4 separate regions of the Mus musculus genome follow, and all the other regions are linked to region 1. Evidence: chromatin contacts called from public HiChIP or PLAC-seq and promoter capture Hi-C data. All regions are on one chromosome and are shown on one strand. Each heading gives the region's core, a stretch centred on a gene start, on an enhancer-like site or on the middle of the called end of the contact. The rest is flanking DNA. Distances are from core to core; before and after follow the strand shown. Region 1 has its middle 83 kb from the start of Gm36794. Region 2 has its middle 10 kb from the start of Gm36223. Region 3 has its middle 6.6 kb from the start of Gm36274. Region 4 holds the start of C130026L21Rik (RIKEN cDNA C130026L21 gene).

Region 1 (3,194 bases), core at 471-2,970:
TGATATATAAAATGTACACCTGGGGCTAGCTGGATGTGTCCGTGGGTAAGGGTGCTTGTGGCTGTGACTGGTGACCAGAGTTCCATCCTGGGGATATACACCAAAGAAGACTAACTCTTAAAAGTTGTCCTCTGACACCCTGTGTGCATACACATCCCACATATGCACACACATGTACACACACATACACACATGCATGCACACATGCACATATAGATTTATTTTTAATTTCAGTATACATTGGAAGGGGTCACTTCTCTTCTTTCCCACTCTCCAGGCTGAATCCCACTGGGCCTCTCTTTCTGTCCTCCAAAGTTTTTCCTCTGGTCCTCTTCCTTTCTCCCTGAGTTCTTCTTCTGGTCCTCTCTCTCTTCCTGTCCCCGCTTCCGAGTTCTTCCTCTGTGCCTTCCTACTTCCTTCCCAGTAACTTGAGGACTTCGTACAGACACATGGGCTGCAGTGTGAGCAGCTGATATATGAAGACACCATGAACACAGAAGAGCCGGGTGTCCACATGTACAGGATGGGGCTAGACCCACCCCTACTTCTCACTGGCTCAAGTCAGTCCTGAGACAGAAAAACAGCTAGAAAAAATTATCAGGATGGGGGTGCAGACCATGGGGCAGGGGGTGGGGAATATGACGTCAGGCACCCGCAGTAAGTGGGAAATTATGCTAAGAATTGTCTGCATGGCGACACAGTCGCAATGGGAGAAACGGGCCTCAGCATTGCAGAGATTGCTGATTGGCTCGCCTCTGCCTTCTCAGATCCCCAGGACTCAACGGAGTCAAGAACTAAGCAGCTCTGTGGCAAGCCCATGGCCCCAGCCCTAAAAACCTCACCACCACTTTATTCTTAGCAAACCCACCAGTTTCCAAGTTCCCATATCAGGTAGGAGCCAACTGTGCTGTCTCAGGTGACTTGTGCAACTACTTTGAACCTTGACTTTCTCTCTTGGAGCTATTAGGAATTCCTGTGAGGTTCATGGCAAGGAAGCTGCCCTGCCACTGTGCAGGTCCTACCTGTAAGAGCCTTCATTATCATCAGCCTGTCCTGTGACCACTGACCTGAGTCCCTGACTCTCTTCTCCAAAAGACCAAGAAATGTCTATTAACAGAAGGCAGGAAAACAGGCAGGCACAGATAAAGAAGTAAATTGGATCCCTCCCTACAAGCCATGTGACAATATCAGCAAGGCACAAACAATACTCAGCCTAGCAGGCATGCCTCTATCCCAGAAGCCTCTGGGCCACGAGCCTGAGACAGGCAAAGCCACATAGCATCATCCAACATCACCTGCTTTGCCAAACAGGGCACCAGGGTCTGGAGGCAGGAGACAACTCAAATGGGAAGAAGCAGAGACAGGATTTGAACTACAATCTCTCTATAGATTTTACCCGATGCCTCTTGTGCAGAAACCAGCTGTACATACCAGCTATAGTAGGTGCTTAGGAAACCTGCCCTCTCCACACCCCTCCTTCTGCTCTTTCCCCATCTTTCAGCACAGGGACTAGCAGATCTTCCCACGAATCCAGAAGAGACTGCTAAAATATCACTAACCCCCATCCGTCTCTCAGGGCCTGCCTGTATCCTCGAGTCCCTGATACATCTCCTGCCTTCCCTGAAAGGCTTGGGAATCCAGGAAAAGCAGGGACCACTCCTGGCAACGGGCCTCCTGCCCGTCCCGTGGTTGCCATGGCAACAGTGCCAGCATCCATCTTCTTCAAGTCCCTCTTCCCGGCTCTGCATCCCTCCCTCTCCTGTCACGTCAGATGAAGGACAGGGGCTGAGACCTAGCCACGGAACTGCGGAGGAGCAGAAGGAGAGGACGGCTATAGACAGAGCCATGTCAGGCTCAGACAGGGCTGGAGGAGGTTCTGGGTCCCCACCAGTCTGGGAAACTTCATTCCTTTCAGTGTCTTCTTGGACACACAATGCACATCAAACACTGTGCTGAGGGTTTTTGCATCCACTGCCCTACTTCAAATTCAGCATAAATGGAGGGTCTTCCTATGGGAGGCTTGCTTTTCTCTTCTTCCTTCAGCCCACTCTAGCTGGCCAGGCCCACACTACACCTCTTGCATCTCAACAAATCTTACACTGTTTGAAAAACTGTCCTCCCCCAAGCACTCCCCTTCTCTGTTTTTTGTTTTGCTTTCTTTTGTTCTTGTTTTTCAAGACAAGAAAGACCTCACAATACAGCTCTGGCTGGCCTTGAACTTGGAGATCTGTCTACCTCTGCTTCCCAAAAGCTAGGATTAAAGGTGTAGCCACCACCACTGACCTAGATTTGTTTACTTTTAATTGTCTCTGTGTGAGTCAGTGCACATGTAGACATGAGCACAGATCTCCCGGAAGAGGGCATCAGATCCCTTGGAGCTGGAGTTACAGGCAGTTGTGAGCCACCTAATATGGGGAGGGAGAGAGTTGGGAGTTGAACCCAGATCCCCTGCAAGAGCAGGGAGCATTCCTCACTGCTGAGCTGTCTGCAGAAATGGCCCCACCTGTCTAACTGCAAATCCCAAGTCTTCCAGTGGCACCAGGAGGCTTCTAAGATTGATCTGATGCAAAGAAATGAGGTTGTGCCGGGCAGTGGTAGCACACACTTTTAATCCCAGCACTTGGGAGGCAGAGGCAGGTGGGTTTCTGAGTTGGAGGCCAGCCTGGTCTACAGAGTGAGTTTCAGAACAGCCAGGACTACACAGAGAAACCCTGTCTTGGGAAAACAAACAAACAAACAAACAAACAAACATTTAAAAAGGAATGTAGGTTGTGCATAACAGTGTGATTGTGAAGTTGAGAGGTATATGCAAGGGCGGAGGCTTCATACTATCAAGGAACAGACAGCTTGGTCTGTGGCCTCTGGGTGCCCCTTAACCTCTGTTAACAGGTCAAGAATGCAGGCACGGACCCAGGAGGACCAACCACACTGATGGTAACTTCCCAAGGAGACGTGAGCCTGCCACACCAGGAAGCTCCCAACTGGCAGGACATTTACAGATCACCTTTTCAACCCACCCCACAGATTGGAAAACAAAACCCAGATCAGGGCAGGAACAAGTCCCAGGTGATGTGATGAAGCATGAGGCAGGACTTGAACCTTAGTAGTGCAGAGCCGTCACCAGTTGTACCCCAATTCATGACGTCCCATGCCAGAGCAACAGAGGCCTGGGCATGGTATCCATAGAGCAGGAT
Region 2 (3,194 bases), core at 316-2,815, 510 kb before region 1:
AGCTTTATGTCAAGTTGATACAAAACTGTTCAGCACATGGCTGGAGCAGCAGCTGTGTCCTGATGTTATATTCTATGTAGACACAGTGTGGATAATAACTTCATCTTGTGCCAGGGTTATACACCCACTGTGATGGCCAGTGCTAGTTGCCAGTTTAACAGAATCTAGAATCACCTGGGAGGTGGGCCTCTGGGTATGCCTATAGGGATTATCTCAATTACATTAACTGAGGTGGGAAGATCTACTCGCTGTGGGTGCCACCTTTGCCTGATTGGAGTCCTGGACTACAGGAATGGAGAGAGGGAGTTGAGCAGCAATATTCCTCTCTGTGTATTTGGACTGTGGATGTCATGTGACCAACCAGCCTCCTGTTCCAGCCACCAGGCCTTCCTTGCGACAATACACTGTATCCCTCTGGACCTGTGAGTTGAAATACATCCTTTCTCTTTTACGTTGCCTTTGTCAAGTATTTTATCTCACTAAGGAGAAAGTATCCATGCTTTCCTGTGAGCCTCCGGGCATCTCACTGATGATCTTGGCTCACTGACAGAAAAGGCCAGCTTACACACTTAGGCATTTATGCTCTTTGTGTAGGGTGCTGAGGAAGCCTGTGCTCCTCTTTGTCTCCGCTGAGCTACTAGCAGAGAGGTCCTTGGGATTGGGATTGCCAGACCCATTTTCAAGTCAAGAGCCTGGGACAAACCCTGGGAGTTCAGCCTTGTGGGCAGTATTGTCCTGGCCTGGCAGTCCTGGGTTCTATCAGAAAGTAGGATAAGCAAGCCATGAGGAGCAAGTCAGTAAGCAGCACCCTTCCATGGCCTCTGCATCAGCTCCTGCCTCCAGGTTCCTGCTGTTATTGCTTTTGGGGATGAACAGTGATGTGGAAGCCTAAGCCAAATAAACCTTGGCTCCCCATGTTGCTTTGGCCATGGTGTTTGATCATCCGAGCATCTCTGCACCCATGCATCCAGCCATCCTTCAAGCTCTTTTCCTTATTTATTTTTCTCTTTCATCCCCTTACCCATCCTCCACCCAGCCAGGCCCTGCTGAGAGGGCCCTTGGAGCCTGACTCCCCCCACCCCTGCCCCAGTACTCTGCACACACATCATCCAGAGCACATCAAAGCTGCCTTGGATTCTCAGCCTGGGCAGGAGGAGGCTCCTCTGTATATTTGCTGTCTATAGCACCTGCTCTGAGTGTCCCTCATGGTCCACCATTTCACTAAGCACCATCTCAGACTTCTCTCTGCATTTCATAAAACACCCAACCAGCAGCATGTTGGCACAACGAGGCAATAAACAGAAAATTCGATTTATTTACCCAGATAGGAAGGAGGAAGCCCTACAGCTGCCCAGATCCTTCGTACTGTAAAGGACCAGCATTCAGAGAGGCTGTCCCTAGGGAGGTTATCTGCAGAGGCCAAGTACCAAGAAGAGGCCCCACGGAGGGGCTGGCAGAACTTGACAGCCTCCCACCGCCTTCTTCCACTTTATTCTGCAGCCCCATGCAAATCACCAGGAGTCTCATTTGCATATGCACCAGCTCATTTCCATATCCCCAGCTCTGGGTGGCAGGGCCCTGGGACTAGCTGACAGCCGCCCCTTTTGTTTGCTCCTGCCATCCAGGGAATTGCTTCTCTGTCCTTCCAATTGCGGCTGGGGGAGAGAAAGAAAGAAAGAAAGCCAGAGAAAGCAGAGCAAAAGGAGGACACCCTCAGGACAAAGCGACAGTCACCATCTGGGCAGGAAGGGAGGAAACACCACTGTCTGGAGTTGGACACTAGGGAAGCTAGTGACAGAGGGCCGGGCCGGCTGCAGAGGGATCCCAGAAGTGTCAGCACTGGCTGCAGGCCCAGCCTTGTCACACACTTGGCTCTGGGATCTCTGCAGGTGACTGAGATGTGTGCCTCTGTTTCCCCCTCTGGGACATGGCTATTTCTCAGTAGCATCCTGAGCTTGTGGGGAGCTTAAGGGTGTGGATGCTGCAGGCCCATTGGTGGCCCTCACCTCTTGCTCCCTTCTTGTGTCTGTTGGGGCCCCTGGTGGGGGTGACACAGCTGTCAAATATAAGCAGAAGGCTTGCCTGCCATTCCCTCCTTTGTGAGATCAGCTTGTATCCATCTAACCTCTGTCTCTGGGCCTCAGTTTTCCCAGGGTGGTAGACTCTACCACCAGAAGCTGGTTCCATTTGCTCTGGTCTGATTTCACTGTATGGAATGAGTCTAGCACCTGGCCCAGCCCTGATGTCCTTTGTGCCTTGCATCTATGCCCATTTTACAGATGAGGACATGGAGGCCCAAGGACAGTCTTCGGCCCATGCTTTGTTGTCCTCTCCTTCCACACTACTGCTCACTGAGGAGCCCCTGGCACCATTCCTGTTCCAGCAGACCTTCTGTAAGCAAGATTGTTGAGGTCACTTGGGGTGGTCACATTAAAACCTGCACCCTGTTTCTGACTACATGACTCTCTTTGGTCTCTGTTCTGATCCACTCAGAATTCTATCTTGGCTCTTCAGTACACACCAAAACTCTTTCCTCTTCTAGGTTCTAGATGACAGCATGGTACAAGAAGTATGTGTGTGTGTGTTCATATGCATGTATGTGTATATGTGTTTCTGTATGTATATATGTGTATGCATGAGTGCATGTGTATGTGTGTGCATGAGTGTATGTTTGAGTATATATGTGTATATGTGTGTATGTATATATGTGTATGTGTGTGCATGAGTGCATGTGTATGTATGTGTAACTATGTATGTGTGAGTGTATGTGCATGTATGTCTGTGTATATGTGTGTGTATGTATATATGTATATGTGTGTGCATGAGTGTATGTGCATGTATGTTTAAGTATATATTTGTGTGAGTATATACATATATGTATGCATATGTGTGTGCATGAGTGTGTACTATAAGTGTGAGTGTGTGTTTGTATATATATATGTGTGTAAGTATATGTGTGTGAATGTATATATGTATATATTTGTGTGTATATATGTTGGTATGTATAAATGTTTGTATGTATATATGTATATGTATGTACATAAGTGTATGTGTATACATGGGTTAGTATGTGTCTATGTAAGTATATGTGTATATGTATATGTGTGTATGTGTGTACATGAGTGTATGTATGTATATGTTTGTGTAGGCATATATATGTGTGTAAGTGTATGTGCGTATTTGTATGTGTGTGA
Region 3 (3,194 bases), core at 211-2,710, 470 kb before region 1:
GCAGACTGGGGTATGAGCAGGTTGCTTCCTCTTGGGGAGTTTCCAAGTTTCTAAGTACTCCTTTTTCTTGTTGCAGGAGGAGCACCCTTCTTAGGGTGCTTGGAGAATCTCCAAGGTAGGCTGTGTGTGTGGGGATCCGCAGGCTGATGCAAGGTGAGTGTGGGCACATACCAGCTGAGTCTTCAGCTCTAACAAACCTTTGGAACTTAAGTGCTCCCCAGCCCCCCCACACAGAACCTGTAAAAGGCAGAACGATGCTACCCTGGGATGGACACCAGAGGGCATCCAACCTCAGGAAAGCCAGTCTGCCCAGCTGCTGTGTGATCTTTGGCCGAATGCATACCCTCTCTGGGCTTTTTGGGAGATCTGGGCAAGATGCCAGCACGAATTCTTGCTCTGGGTTGATTCTGAGAGTCCATTGTTGTCTGGGTTGGTGAATTTATCTTGTGAAGATCCCGATTAAGAGTCTGTCCGCCTCAGTTCCTGTCTTTCTAGAGTTTTCTCAAGTGTTCACTGAGAGAATTGTTCACGATGCCGCACAGAATGAGCTGAGGTTCTGAGGGGACCCTTTGCTTAAACCGGGCCCTCAGGGCTCTCGGGTATGAACACTGTTTCCTGTCAGCTTGAGGGAAGTCCATGAGAAAAAGATAAAAGATGCTACGCTGGTGCAGGCCCTCAGCACTGCTGCCATCACCAGGGTAGAGCCTAGCTCCCCCTCCCCTCCCCCACCCCACGCCCTCCCTTCCGGTTTCTCTCCCTTCCTCCCTCATAGTCATCCTCTCCCTTGGTCAGTCCTTCATCAAGTTATTTGTTCACTCAACAAACACGGTTGGGAGTTTGCAGTTCCACTTCAAACAGAGAAGTCGGTCAACTAAGACGTGGCATGTCAGCCTAGTTTCAGTAGCTGTGCCACAGCAGCAGGCTCCATAAGCTCCCTTGTCCTCCTTGGACCCCATTTCCTCTAATAGCACAGGGAGATGGGGCTTGTGGGGCACGGGAAGGCTTGCTGCCTTGTAAGATGTTTTGGCTGTTATTTTGGTGGGGAGATCAGGCCTCGTGTGCAGAGATGGGGACTCTCTGGGTAGTCTCTGGAGCGGCCCCCTTGGCCCCTGTGAACGGGGAGCTGCAGGGGTGCAGACTCTGAGAAGCAATCCGTGAAATCTGGGCGCACGCGGAGCCACAGAGCAAGGGCTGGGTGGATGCAGAGGGGCCTTTGATGGGCTTTTGGGCTGCGTAATTAACTGTAACCGAAATATTATTTGATCTTTTATGTGGAAAATCAAATTGTGTTGTGTCAGACGGGCATAAATACACCACGGTTTGCGCTGCTGGGCCCTCCCCGCCGGCGGCCCCCCCGCCCCTCAGCCATGGAAACACAATTCTCGCCTTTTAAACTCGCCTTTGTCTGGCCCTGAAAGGCTACATTGTCCAGAGGAAGAGCGGGCAGGGTTGGGGCCCAGAATGGGGCTGCAGAGGGGTCCAGCCCCAGACAGGGCTGCTGGGGCTCAGCCTCTGTAGCGTCTCTCCCTGGTCTGGGCAACCTTGGGCAAAGAGCCTCATTTTTTCCCCCTGGGTCCTGAGGCCCGAGCCGCCCCCCCAGCCCCCCCAGCCCCCCCCCCCCCCCGTCCTCCTTGCAGAAAGCCATTATGGGGGCAGCCCCAGCTCTGAAAGCAGTTTGACATGCTGGCTGCTACTTTTACACACGTGATGAAGCTCAGCAGGTGACCTGGGTATTGTAGGTCACTCCTCCCTGGAAGCTAGGGAAGGAGAGGAAGGTAGGGGAAAAGGGAGGAGAGGGAGGAGGGGGTACAGCCTAGGATCTGGAACAAGGGTGGGCTCAAGTTACATCAGGGTTACTTAGCAGCTTGATGGCCTCTCTGGGCCTCAGTTTCCCCATATGTAGGGTGAAGGCATCCTCTAACACACAGTAATCTTGCTTCTTCAGCCTTCATAGGGCTGTACCTTGCCTGGGTTTTAGTGAAACATTTGCAGTGCTGGAGATGGATGCAGAGACCTCAGCCTGGTGAAACAGGCACTGTGTCCTGTTCTAGTCCTGTGGGGACCTTGCTGGCTCGGCAGAACTTACTTTTCTAGAGATTTCTGGCCCCTCCTCTGTTTTCTCCTGTGTCCTGTCTCAGCAGCTCTATATTCCCTGTGAGGAGCCCAGTAAGCTCTCAGATGTAGCTTCTCAGAGGCTGGAACAGCACCAGGCACAGAATGCGCAGCCTGGAGTTGGAGCCGCATTTGCACCCAGAGCAGTCTGGCTCCAAGACCCAGGTTCTTCTTCAACCCCAAGACAGAGGTCTCATTCCTCCCCCCACCCCACCCACTACAGGAAAAACTGGGACCAGGCTGGAGGAATCTGAGATGGCCTAGTGAAAACACCGTGAGTTGGAGCCAGGCCAAACCAAACATCCTGGAATTAAAAAAATAAACATGGGAGAAAGAGAGCGAGAGCAAGCGAGAGCGAGTGAGCGAGAGAGAGAAAGAGAGAGAGAGAGAGAGAGAGAGAGAGACTGGGGAGGGAGGGAGAGGGTGATTGTCTGAACCTGTAACTCTGACTTCAGTAGTAGAGGGGCCTTCTCTCTGTTGGGGGTGCTAGGCTTACAGATCTCAAAGAGACCAGAGACCGTACTTCAGGAAAAAATGGAGGCGTGGGGGGGCACCTTAGGAAACTGAGCCTAGCTCACACCCATCTCCAAAAGCTCAGCACTAACTAGTACTAGCTGGATATGGTGGGGTGGGAACTCCATGTACCTAGTACCTTCCCTGTGCACTCAAGGAGGTCTTCAGTGCAGGCAGCTCTCCTGGGCTCTTGTCTGACCCCACAGCACCGAGGTGGGAATCTGGATTTTATGTGTCTATGGAATTCTTCTAAAAGTTTGTTGGGGGGGGGCTGGAGAGATGTCTCAGCAGTTAAGAGTGCTTGTAGAATACCTGTCCCCAGCATCTATCTGCATGACCGCTCACAACCCTCTATAATTCCAGTTCCGAGGGACCCGATGCCCTCTTCTGGCCTCCGTAGGCACCAGCCACACACATGGTACACACATGTACTTGCAGGCAAAATGCTCATACACACAAGATAAAAATAAACGAACCTAAAAATAACATTTTAAACTTTTAAGATAAAGGTTCTTTGGGGAGGGGGGGGGTTGTCAAGATGGTTCATCTGCGGTCAGGCTTAAGAGAAC
Region 4 (3,194 bases), core at 433-2,932, 450 kb before region 1:
CCTTCTCTTCCCCCGCTTCCCCCTCCTCTCCCTCCTCCCCCTTCTCTTCCCCCTCTTCCTCCTCCTCCCCCTTCTCTTCCCCCTCTTTCCCCTCTTCTCCCTCCTATCCCAATTCTTCCCCTCCTCTTCCCCCTCCTCCCCCTCTTCCCCTCCTCCCTCCTCTTCTCCCTCCTCCCCTTCCTCCTCCCTCTCCTCTTTCCTCTCTGATTCCTCCCTTCTTCTCCTTGTTGCATCCATTCCTCTCTTGCCACTCTCCTCTAGGCCTCCCTCCTGAAGACCCCCTGCCTCACCTGTGTGTCCCGTGAGTCTGCTTTCAGACAGTGTTCTCTGTCTCCCGCAGTGTCCTTGAGCTGCAATAACCCATCTAGGCAGAGTACCCTCAACCCTAAAGGAAGAGCACCGCCCACGCAAAGTGCAGGGCAGCGCAGGGGTGTGGGCACCACGCTGCTGAGGCTTACACTGTACTTTGGTTTAGTTCTAACAGAGACTTTTCCCTGTGCACCATCCTTCCTGCTGTTACATACATGCACACACTTTAAACATTTGCGTACATGTATGTATGTATGTATGTATGTATGTATGTATATGAGTGTGATGTGTGTGTTCACGTGTGTAAGTGTGCTGTGGCATAGGTGTGGAGATCAGTGGACAACCTCAGGTCTCAATCCTCACCCTCAACCTTATTTTAACAGGTCCTCTTATGTGCTGTGTGTACTCTAGCTAGCTGGCCATAGAACTTCCAGGGACCCTCCTGTCTCTGCCTCCCATCACTGGGCAAGATCCCTGGGCTGGCAAATCCTTGTTCTTGCGTTGGGTCCTGCCTGGGTTCTGGGCATCCATTCTGCCTTCTCATGCTTGCAAGAAAAAAAAAAATCTATGTGACCACTGAGCTCTCCAGCCCCATTCCACTGACAAACGGCAGCTGTAACTTGTCAGATGTCAATCATAGGGAGGCTCTGGGCGATGGAACCCAGGGTTTTATGAGTGTCACATGGTGCTCTGCCACCAGGCTAGCCCAGCCCAGTGTGTTTTCACACACAGGTGGTCCTCCATAGTCCTGTCAGTCTGAGAGGAGCATCTTTTCAGCCTCTAACCACTTCCCTGCTGCCGAGAGGTCCCGGCCCAACAGTGGTCTGGACCACACATAGCTGTGGCCTAAGAACTGAACCAGGAGGAGCTCATTTTGCGACCTGTGCCTCAGTTTCCTGATCTGACAGTGAAGCTCCCGTGTCTCCCTTAGGCAGCAGCTGCAGAGTAACCCCGCATGTGGGTTGCAGCGGCTGCTTAGCCAAGAAGGTGCCGCCAGCATCAGGCTGCAAAGTTCCCGTGAACCCAGGGCTGTGGTGCAACTGTCAGCTAGGCCCAAGCCCCCAGCCCCGGAGACCCCGGAGCCAGGCTGCATCTCGGGGAAATGAGGCCCGGTGGCCCCTGACCCCAGCCTGCAAGAGGCTAACCCCCTCCCTGGCCCCTCGGCTGTGAGGCTGCCCGCCCGGACCATTCATGGGTTTGTATTATAAGATGACTGCCGTCGCCATGGCAACATGAAAGGAGCCGATCTCATTACTGAGGCCCGGACACATTATTTTCTCCAAGGAATTTCTTCTTTTCATTATTTCCCTCCAAAGGTCAGCTGTCCTCTCAGGCGGGGCGGGGGCTGCGGGGGTGTCCACGAAAGGTGAGCCGATTCGGGGCCCAATTCCCCGGGTGGAATTTACAAGCGTTTTGCCTTCTCCTCCTGATCTAACACCAGCTTAGAGAATTTCTTCAAACCAGCCTTTCTCTTTAACCCCTGCGGCTCCGGCAGACAGCAGCCCAGCCATCCTTGCTAAGTTCCTGAGATTCCCTCCAGGGTCTGGGCTTTTCTCCAGCACGTGGCTCCCTGCTACCATCCGAGAAGTCCCTGATGCTGAGGTCTCTGCTGACTTGCCCCGAAGGATTGCCGACACACGGACATTTATGTCTTCCCCACAGGGAAAAACACCCCATTAGAAGGTAACACTAATGCGGGGGCGGGGGTGGTGGTGGCGGGGAGTCCATATCCTCGCTTGGAATGCAGAGTGTGCTGCAATTCAGAGACTGATAGACCTGCTAACATCCCTATCAGGCTGTGTGCCCTTGGGCAAGTAGCTCCCTGTTTCTGGGCACACTTTGCTCATCTGTGAAGCAACTCTATGTTGGTGTGTACCCAGGGAATGAGCAGAAATCATGAGCAGAGTCTGGCTGGCACCCAGGAACAGTAAATACCAAGGATTGATGATCGTATTTTGGTGTGTTTCTATCCATTTCTCTCTGTGTGTCAGCTGTCTGTAACTGTGAAACAAACAGCCCCGAGACTTGAGACTCGTTACCGGGAAGCAGCGATAACTCGGTATTAGCTCGTGCAGTTTCTGTGGGTGGAGGCCTCTGCATCCGTCTCTGGTGGGTCCTGAAGTGGCTGCAGCTACCCAGAAGAGGGAGGCAGAGGCTGGGATGGTTCTTCTGATATCTGGCCTCACAAGTCAACCGTATCTTGTGTCTATCTGCCTTACTCTGTGTCCAATAGGCAGAAATTTGGTTCCCCCATAGGATCTTCAGGGAGCTGCAGTGACACCAGAGGAGGGCTACTGGAAATGGCACCAGGACATCATATTCGGTAAGACAGGATCAGGGTGGACACCCATTCTACAGAGGGAAAACTGAGGCTCTGGACAAAAAACAGTGGCTTGCCCCACTGGCTTCCCACAGGCTCTAGATTCTTCCTTCTGTCTCAGTTTCTCATGGGGCCAGTCATTCAGCTCACCAGATTCTCTATCTGGGACACTGGAGGATTGTCTGCCCCTGTGTGGTGGGTACTCAGAGCTGGGGGAGCTCCCAGCCTCTCCATGGGAATTCTGGCACGTGCAGCGAAGATGATGATGTGTAGCTGTGATGTTGATGATGTGTGTTTGTTGACAGTTGGACGATTGTCTACCTCACAAGACAATAAATGGCTGCCAGAGGCAGAAACGTCAAAGTCAGTCATACAGATCTCTCTCTCTCTCTCAAAAAACAAAACAAAACAAAAACCAAAAAACTAACTCATGCTCTTGCATCTCCTACCTCCTGTGAATGATGCTTGGACTGAGTTTACAGGTTTCTGGCGGTGACTCAGCAGCCCATGAGGAACAGGGTCACCATGACTTAGCAGGGCTTAAAGGATGGGGTCAGCTCAGATT

The links. Promoter capture Hi-C pulls out the DNA fragments that hold promoters and counts their contacts. HiChIP or PLAC-seq counts read pairs in DNA pulled down with a chosen protein or histone mark.
Region 2: an H3K4me3 HiChIP or PLAC-seq map of embryonic basal ganglia shows a contact between it and region 1, with 4 times the contacts expected there. The contact joins two enhancer-like sites. A contact is called at or near these places in 1 of 115 datasets of contacts at active chromatin or transcription factors (embryonic basal ganglia) and 1 of 9 other capture datasets (embryonic tail).
Region 3: an H3K4me3 HiChIP or PLAC-seq map of embryonic basal ganglia shows a contact between it and region 1, with 4 times the contacts expected there. The contact joins two enhancer-like sites. A contact is called at or near these places in 1 of 484 Hi-C or Micro-C datasets (embryonic fibroblasts), 1 of 115 datasets of contacts at active chromatin or transcription factors (embryonic basal ganglia) and 1 of 9 other capture datasets (embryonic stem cells).
Region 4: a promoter capture Hi-C map of hippocampal neurons shows a contact between it and region 1, with 4 times the contacts expected there. The contact joins the promoter of C130026L21Rik here to the enhancer-like site in region 1. A contact is called at or near these places in 3 of 39 promoter capture datasets (cranial neural crest, embryonic stem cells and hippocampal neurons), 1 of 484 Hi-C or Micro-C datasets (uterus), 2 of 115 datasets of contacts at active chromatin or transcription factors (embryonic basal ganglia and embryonic forebrain) and 1 of 9 other capture datasets (embryonic stem cells).

What each region holds. Positions count from the first base shown.
Region 1 is chr5:112,028,446-112,031,639 of GRCm38.p6, forward strand. No RefSeq gene overlaps it. Among named protein-coding and RNA genes, the nearest start is that of Gm36794, 83 kb to the left of the region's middle. Within about 2 kb of position 1,721, at least 20 of the 459 cell types and tissues checked have an H3K27ac peak or open chromatin away from gene starts, as enhancers often do. A contact at or near this core is called in embryonic basal ganglia, embryonic forebrain and hippocampal neurons, where this site is marked.
Region 2 is chr5:111,518,131-111,521,324 of GRCm38.p6, forward strand. No RefSeq gene overlaps it. Among named protein-coding and RNA genes, the nearest start is that of Gm36223, 10 kb to the left of the region's middle. Within about 2 kb of position 1,566, at least 50 of the 459 cell types and tissues checked have an H3K27ac peak or open chromatin away from gene starts, as enhancers often do. A contact at or near this core is called in embryonic basal ganglia, where this site is marked.
Region 3 is chr5:111,553,776-111,556,969 of GRCm38.p6, forward strand. No RefSeq gene overlaps it. Among named protein-coding and RNA genes, the nearest start is that of Gm36274, 6.6 kb to the right of the region's middle. Within about 2 kb of position 1,461, at least 79 of the 459 cell types and tissues checked have an H3K27ac peak or open chromatin away from gene starts, as enhancers often do. A contact at or near this core is called in embryonic basal ganglia, where this site is marked.
Region 4 is chr5:111,579,879-111,583,072 of GRCm38.p6, forward strand. It overlaps C130026L21Rik (RIKEN cDNA C130026L21 gene), which reads left to right and starts at 1,683. Exons shown (of 4, transcript NR_015546.2): 1 at 1,683-1,992; 2 at 2,301-2,418; 3 at 2,543-2,632.